Linked DNA regions of Zea mays: region 2 is linked to region 1. A link is a contact called in public Hi-C data. All regions are on one chromosome and are shown on one strand. Each heading gives the region's core, a stretch centred on a gene start, on an enhancer-like site or on the middle of the called end of the contact. The rest is flanking DNA. Distances are from core to core; before and after follow the strand shown.

The links. Hi-C and Micro-C count contacts between places; a contact is called where the count stands out from the background.
Region 2: a Hi-C map of tassel shows a contact between it and region 1, with 6 times the contacts expected there. The contact joins the promoter of LOC100284432 here to the promoter of LOC103641534 in region 1. A contact is called at or near these places in 7 of 25 Hi-C or Micro-C datasets (ear, endosperm, leaf and 2 more) and 1 of 3 datasets of contacts at active chromatin or transcription factors (leaf).

What each region holds. Positions count from the first base shown.
Region 1 is chr10:106,501,481-106,505,282 of Zm-B73-REFERENCE-NAM-5.0, forward strand. LOC103641534 (Protein RAE1) reads right to left here and starts at 1,921. Exons shown (of 18, transcript XR_004853257.1): 1 at 1,560-1,921.
Region 2 is chr10:106,718,807-106,722,608 of Zm-B73-REFERENCE-NAM-5.0, forward strand. It overlaps LOC100284432 (actin associated protein), which reads left to right and starts at 2,049. Exons shown (of 6, transcript NR_159399.1): 1 at 2,049-2,406; 2 at 2,488-2,578; 3 at 2,682-2,779; 4 at 2,873-2,924.

The DNA.
Region 1 (3,802 bases), core at 671-3,170:
GAACCATAGGATGTATTCATTTGTGATTGCCTTCAGCAGTGTTATCAAGTCGTCTGGCTACTTGTGATTAATCACGACTAGTCGTCCTAATCGGTAGTCCAAACTCAACTAGGGGGTATGACTTGATTAAGGCGACTACTTTTCTGGTCGTCGAACGACTAGGTGCTGGATGACCAGAACCTGAATTGAATTACTGGGTAGCTGAGACATGGGCTGTATCTAGAACTTAGTAACCAGGTTCCCGGATCGATGGGGTCGAGGAACAGGAACGTGGTACGGTACTTAAATAAGATTTTAACACTACGGGGAAGAGATTGTTCCCATGTTCCTGGAGCGGAAGGAACGTTTCCAGAACAAGGAATGTGGACACGTTCCTGGTTTCTAAGGTCTGGAATAGCTTGGGCCTCTTTGGCTTAAGTTTTTCACTTCATGGTTGATCTGTAGCCCACAGTCTAGAACATATAATATACTATAGTGCGTGCGTGCGTGCGGGCTGCGGGCGTGTGCGGGGCGTGGGCGCGCACGCGTGCGTGGGTGTGTGCACGCACGTGTGCGTGCATGTGTGTGCACGCGTGTGCGTGCATGTGTGCGCGCGCGTGTGTGTAAGCAGTCTCACTTTAGTTAGCTAGGGTCATTAGAAACGTTTTGCCGGCTACTTGACACAGCACACAACAGTCATCTACCCAAAACAAAGAAATTAGCTGAGCTAGGTTGGCCTTTTATGAAAAGGAAGAGTTAAATGCATGAGCGGACCCTGACTTGTCAAGGGATGTCACTTAGGTCCACGAACTTTGAAATACATTTCTAGGTCCTTAACCTTGTTAAATGGCTCACCACAGTGGTTGGTATGCTCCAAAAATAGACCTGTAATGTACCATTTTTACAAGTTTAGGGATGTGTGGTATATCACTTAACAAGTTCAAGACCTAGAAATGCATTGTCAAAGTTCGTGGACCTAAATGGCATCCCTTGACAAGTTCTGGGGTCATCGATGCATTTAACTCAAAAAAGAATAAAGAATCTACTAGGTAGCTAGGAATTGAAGAATGCAGCCTCCAAAGAATTCAGTTTGGGAAATTAAAGAGGATGGTTGATGGCATCACATGCATGTATATATGTTGATAGGAGTAATTAACCCTGGGTATCCCTCTCTGTAGAAGCATCTTAACCTGCAGCTCGGTGAACACTCATCAACAGTCATTCAAGATTTCCTTTCAGATGCTCAGTTATCGAGATTTCTTTGAGCAAGTAATTGGAATGTGCAGAAAGATAATTAAATGATGAAAGCACCTATGAAATGGAGGCTCTCACTCATACCTGAAATATGTGAGCCAGCTGATATGACACATCTAAGGTACAGAACGCAAGAAGCAAAGATATCATCTCCATCCTAAGGACAATACGAGGAGGTTGGTGCCTCCACGGGATCTGAATGGACTACCAGAAGTCCAGAAGATCGATATGGACATACTAGATCTATCGATGCGCTAGAAGGACCGCAGGAAAATAAAGAACAAAAATACAAGGAGATAGGTTAGAAGAACGTGAGTGGAGGATACCTGATTGGATTCGATCTCTGTCGCTGAGGCTCCAGGATTCGCGCATCGAGGACGTGGTTTCGCTCGCCCTCCCGTCGATGCGTTCTCGCGGCCCTAGGTTCGGGGCCGCCGTCGCCGCAAGGAACCCTCGGCTCCATCGGGACTAGCTAGCTAGCAAAGGGAGATCGAGTTGTTCCCGCCTTCTCGCCGCCCTCAGCTCGAGGTCGCTGCCGCCGCAAGGAACCGTCGTTCTGCTCCGTCGGCTCCAGGCTCCAGCCAAGGGAGGGAGATCGAGCTGTCCCCGATAGGTCGTATTTTCACAGCAACTCCAAGAGAGAGAGAGAGGGAGTGTTGGCTTTCTATGCACTAATTTTTGTTTACTCATTTTATTGTATTCTTTAAATTACTAAATACGAAAACGAAAATAATATCCTTTAATTTTATTTCATTTTAGTTACTAAATTATCAAATATATAACCAAAAATAGTGTCCTCCCAATTTATTTCATTTAGAAGCTCTAAAATATTTTCTGTATTTATCAATCTAGAGACTAAAATACAATAAAATGAAGGAACTAAAAATTAGTCCTTATAAGTGTTTGATTTCTAGAACTAATTTTTAGTGTCTTTATTTTTTTACATTTTAGTTTCTAAATTGATAAATACATACATTAAAACTATATTTTTAGTTTTATTATTTACAACTTAAGGACTAAAATGGAATAAAATTGATGGATTAAAAACTAGTCCCTATAAATCAAACAATTCCTTAAAATGAGGACCTAAAAACAAAATATGGCGTGATTTGCATGAAAAAGGGACACATCAAACTTTTTTTTGCTCCAACAGTCGCTTCTATAATCACATCACCATTGGCTTATGACGGCATTTCTGTTTAGTTCACGGCTAACTGTGCTACACTTTATATATGGTTAGTCTTCTAAATTGAAAAACTAATTTTAATAGAAAAATTATGTATAGTATGGCAAGTTAGGCAGCAAATTAAACATGCTCGAATCTGTGTCGTACCATTGTGGCATTTCGGGTCTATTTGGTTCGCTACCTAACTCGTCACGTTTTATCTAATTTTTATGTTTCAACAACAACAACAACAACAACAAAGCCTTTTTGTCCCAAGCACGTTGGGGTAGGCTAGAGATGAAACCCCGTATGAAAACCTCAGAGCTCAACCCCCAAAGAACAGAAAAGGAAAACAAAGGCAAAGGAGAACCGAAAACAACGAAACGGGGAAACACATAAAAGAGATAAAACCCACAAGGACCAGCAAGATCTAAAATGGACACAAGAAAAGGTCAAACGATTAAGGAGGAAAAGCGAAACTATCAATCAGGGTTCTGGCACGTGAATTGCACACTTCCACCCCTTCCTATCTGCGGCGAGCTCTTTGTCAATATTCCACTCCTTCAGGTCTCTCTTCACAGCCTCTGTCCACGTCAAAGTTGGTCGACCTCTACCTCTCTTCACATTTTCGGGACGCCTAATTATTCCGATATGCACTGGTGCCTCTTCAGGTCTTCGTTGGATATGTCCAAACCATCTCAAGCGATGTTGCATAAGCTTCTCCTCAATTGGCGCCACTCCTACTCTCTCTCGTATATCATCATTCCGGACTCGATCTCTCCTTGTGTGGCCACATATCCAGCGCAACATACGCATCTCTGCCACACTTAGTTGTTGGACATGTCGTCTTTTAGTGGGCCAACATTCTGCTCCATACAACATAGCCGGCCGGATTGTTGTCCTGTAGAATTTGCCTTTTAGTTTGCGTGGCACCCGGTGGTCGCATAAGACACCTGCAGCTTGTCGCCACTTCAACCATCCGGCTTTAATTCTATGACTGACATCCTCATCGATGTCTCCCTCCTTTTGAAGTATTGATCCTAAGTAACGAAAAGTGTCTTTCTTGGGTACCACTTGCCCATCAAGACTAACATCGCCATCCTCATACCCCATGGCACTGAAATCACACTTCCTATACTCTGTTTTAGACCTACTAAGCCTAAAACCTTTTGCTTCCAGCGTCTGCCTCCACAATTCCAACTTTTGAGAAACACCACTCCTACTCTCCTCAATAAGTACCACATCATCGGCAAAAAGCATACACCACGGTAAAACTCCTTGTATGTCCCTTGTGACCTCATCTATCACCAAAGCGAAAAGATAAGGGCTCAAAGCCGACCCTTGATGTAGTCCTATGTTAATTGGAAAGTCATCGGTGTCTCCATCACTTGTTCGGACACTTGT
Region 2 (3,802 bases), core at 799-3,298, 220 kb after region 1:
TGCGGTACCCCGCTGCGCGGAGCGCCGTGGCCACCTTGAACCAGGACCAGCCGCCTAGGCACCCGCCGTGGACGAGCACGATGTGCTTGCCGCAACCCTGGGCAACTGGGAGGACGGGGGCCATGCGACGGATCTGGGGCGTCGGGCAACGCGAGACCGGGGGCGTCGGGCGGCGGCGTGCGAGGGACGGGAGGAGGGCCGAGGGAGGGGAGAGTGGGAGCAAGGGGCACGATGTGGCGAGGTGGGAATGAGTGGAGCGGATGATGTCGCGGGGTGCGAGTCGCAGGCAGAACGGCGTAAGTGTGCACGCCTACACTCCTTTCTTAAGGAGTAGTAGAGATAAAGGCACAATGATTCTAGCAGAACTTACAGACTAAAACAGGCACCACTAATGCAATCTTTCCAACATCCTCATCTGCTTGCATTATCTTTTTGATCCAAGCCTGTTACAATAGAGAACATAGTTTCTACTGGCAAGTTTCAGTCATTCACTACCATTTTAGAACGGAAATCAACTAAACCAATGTCCTAGGTGCATACCAGTAACTTCATTAGTCCTTACCTCTGAGAAGCGAGAAGGAGATTAGCAAGTGAACAACTTACACAAATCAGAGGGTAAGGAGATCATCACAGCATACATGAATAAGGACTACGATCATGAAACGAACAAAGCATATTATTGCCTATTCATAAAAAATAGCTAAGCCTACGGACAACTATAATCTACTAAATAAAAAATCTTTTGTTTGTTGTTTCCCACACAACACATAAAACCAAGCTAGTAATGACTATCACATACAATACTATACTGGTGCAAAACATTACTCTGTCCTTTAACATAGCTAATAGAATGCTGCAGATAGAAGCTGAGACTCATCAGCCAGGATACCGCCCAAAAACTAAAATTGACAAGCCAAAAAGTAACCAGCCGACCGAATAGTACAAACTTACCTATGTGTGCACAGACTAAAGCAAACATCTCAGCATTTCCCCCATTTCCGGTGGCATATTTTGAAAAGAATTATCTCGAATCGACTATCGATCCACCCTAGTTTCTACACCACGCAGCACGAACAGCGCATAAAAAAAACCCGAATAAGAAGCTCGCACCTTCATAGGGCGACTGCGCCGGCCCAAGGATCATAACGTTGAAGTAGCGCATGTACCTCGGATGGGGAAAAGAACGGTGTTCCCTTCTGAGCAACTCTTGGAGTTCATTATTAGCTAGAGTACTCTAGTGGGATGGGATCTAAATTAACCAGCAGTGTTCTATAATCTCGCCAGAAAGATCATTTTTTTGCAGCAAAAAAAAATCGGATTTTTTATCCAAAGAACATGTCATCTCCAGCAGTGGTTTTGAAGGACCAATTTCTACTGAAATAGAAGCAACAAAACCACAGAAGAAGAAGCAGGTACTAACACTGGTAGTAGAGGGGGGTTAGCAGAGAAGTAGCAACTTACTTGGATGGCAGGGCATCATCCAAGGATTCGAGCGTGGCCAGCACCATCATGCCGAGCCCCTGCGCCTTGCTCTCAACCTCCTCCTCCTCCTCCTTGTCGGATGCGGAGTTCTCCTCGATGGAGGAGGAGCTGTCGGACGACGCCGCCCCGATCGACGAGGCCTCCGACACCGCTTCCGCCTCTGCCTCCGCCTCCTCCTCCTCGTCCGTGGTACGGGGTCAACAATGGCCATAGGTGGCGGGGAAGCTTCCGATGTCGAGGCCGAGGTGGCGGCTGGCACCGCGCGGGAGGAGGAGCCGAGTCGCTGAGATGCCCTAGAGGCGCCAGCTGCCCTGATGGGTCGGAGAGGGAGGGGCCGGGGCGGAGATCGACGCAGATGGCTCCTTTCGTTTCGGTTGGATTGAAGAAAAATTCACGTCCGCAGCCACGCGTCAGCAAGCCAGTAGCAGCGTCACCGTGAAGCGCGGACATGCCTCCGATTCCTAGTAGCTTTTAACAAGAAGTAATATATTTCAAAAAAAATTAAATTGTCGAAAAAGGAAAGGGACTTCAGAAAATGTTCACTCCCCTTCCTCGGCATTGGCGTCACATTCGCAGCCGTCTCACTCCTCTCGCACAGCATCCGCTTCTCCTGCCAAACCCTAGCACCTCCGTCCTCCGACCCCCTCAGCTCCGGCGATGGCCTCCACCCCGCACCCTCCGCCGCTCATCGGCAAGTCGGGAAACCTCACGGTGTTCTTCACGCCATCGGCGGAGCACGAGAGCCCGGGGTCCGAGTTCTCTACGCCCCCGACGAGCCCTCGCGCCGAGGACTCCCCTGAATCACCACCGGCGCAGACAGCCCCTCCGCCCGCGCCTGTTTACTCAGTATCCACGCCGCAGCTTGTCAAGATGGTCTCCCCGCCGCTTCCCGCCGAGAAGCTCTCCCGACCCTCGCTGGTCCAGGTACCGTCGCCGCCCGTCAAGTCGGTCTCAACGCCGCTGCAGGCACCAAAGGTCTCTTCCTGCTCCTTGCCACCGGTCCAGGTGCCGCCATTGCAGTTCGGGAAGGCTTCGGCAGGATCAGATGGATCGCTGCTTGCGTTCTTCTGGGACGCGGTTGCACGCATGCAAGAAGGTGACTTGGAAGAGAATCCTTCGTATTTAATTGCTCTGGTTTATTTTTATTTTAAGGTTTGTGACTTTGAATTTTGATATGTGAGCAAAATATTTTGGTTTAGCACACGCGAGCTTGGACGAGCACATCTCGAGATGGTTCGGGCTGGACCAGTCCAAGTACCAGTGGGCGCTCAACGACTATTATGAGAGGACCGGGCAGGTTATCCCATACTTCAGTTTCTTGTGAATGCATTCTTAAGTTCTTAACATAAAATAGCAAACGTGCTCACCGTTTCTTGGATGTTTTTCTAAGGTAAAACATTCAATTCCTGCAAGGTTGGCACGTCATAGCTATATTTATTAAGGTGTGAGTTGCATACATCTGGTTTAGATTTTCTAAGAGTATACTGCACTATAGCCATCTTAACTTTTCTAGTTATTTTAAATTACATTGTATTCTGTCCACTGCTGCAATCAATTGCAAGTTTAGTGAGCAGTAGAAACTAATTTGCTAGATCATGAAGCTCAACAAGAAATTGTGCAACTTTATATGTTTGCTAATGGAACTCTTTATTTCACAATAGGAGTTCATGAAATTATTTATCTATTGAGAGGTGTTGTTAGAGTGCGCACCCGATTCGGTCCAATTGTCTATACACATGAGCTAGCGCCTTAGGTCCACCAGAGCCCACAACATACCAAGGCCTTGTTCCTAACTCAACCCAAAAGATTAGTCGGATAGGTGAGGGCTGCCCTTGCCTATATGTTGTGCTACCCCCGCCATCATTTTTTGGTGTGGGACTAAACCTAAGAATCTCCCTTGTCACATGTTGGGCCCAACTCTTTACATCACACAACCCTATGTGGTTTCCCCGAGTCCAACGCTATGTCACACTCAATCCGTCTGGCCTATGAGACGTTGACAGGCTCCATCATCACCATGTGACCCCTGAGATTTTCTAGTTTTTTTTACCATGAGCTTTGATACCACTTGTTAGAGTGCGCAATAGATTCAATCCAATTTGCTATACCCATGAGCTTGCACCCCTAGGCCTATGTCCACTAGAGCCCACAACGAACGAAGGCCTTGTGCCTAATTCAACATACCACTTGTTAGGTGTCCCACATTAGAAATTAGTGGTGGGGTGCACAACATATAAGGCGGGGGCAGCCCTCACCTACTAGACTAGTCTTTTGAGTTGAGTTACGATAAGACCTTAGTATCATTTGGGTTCCAGTATAC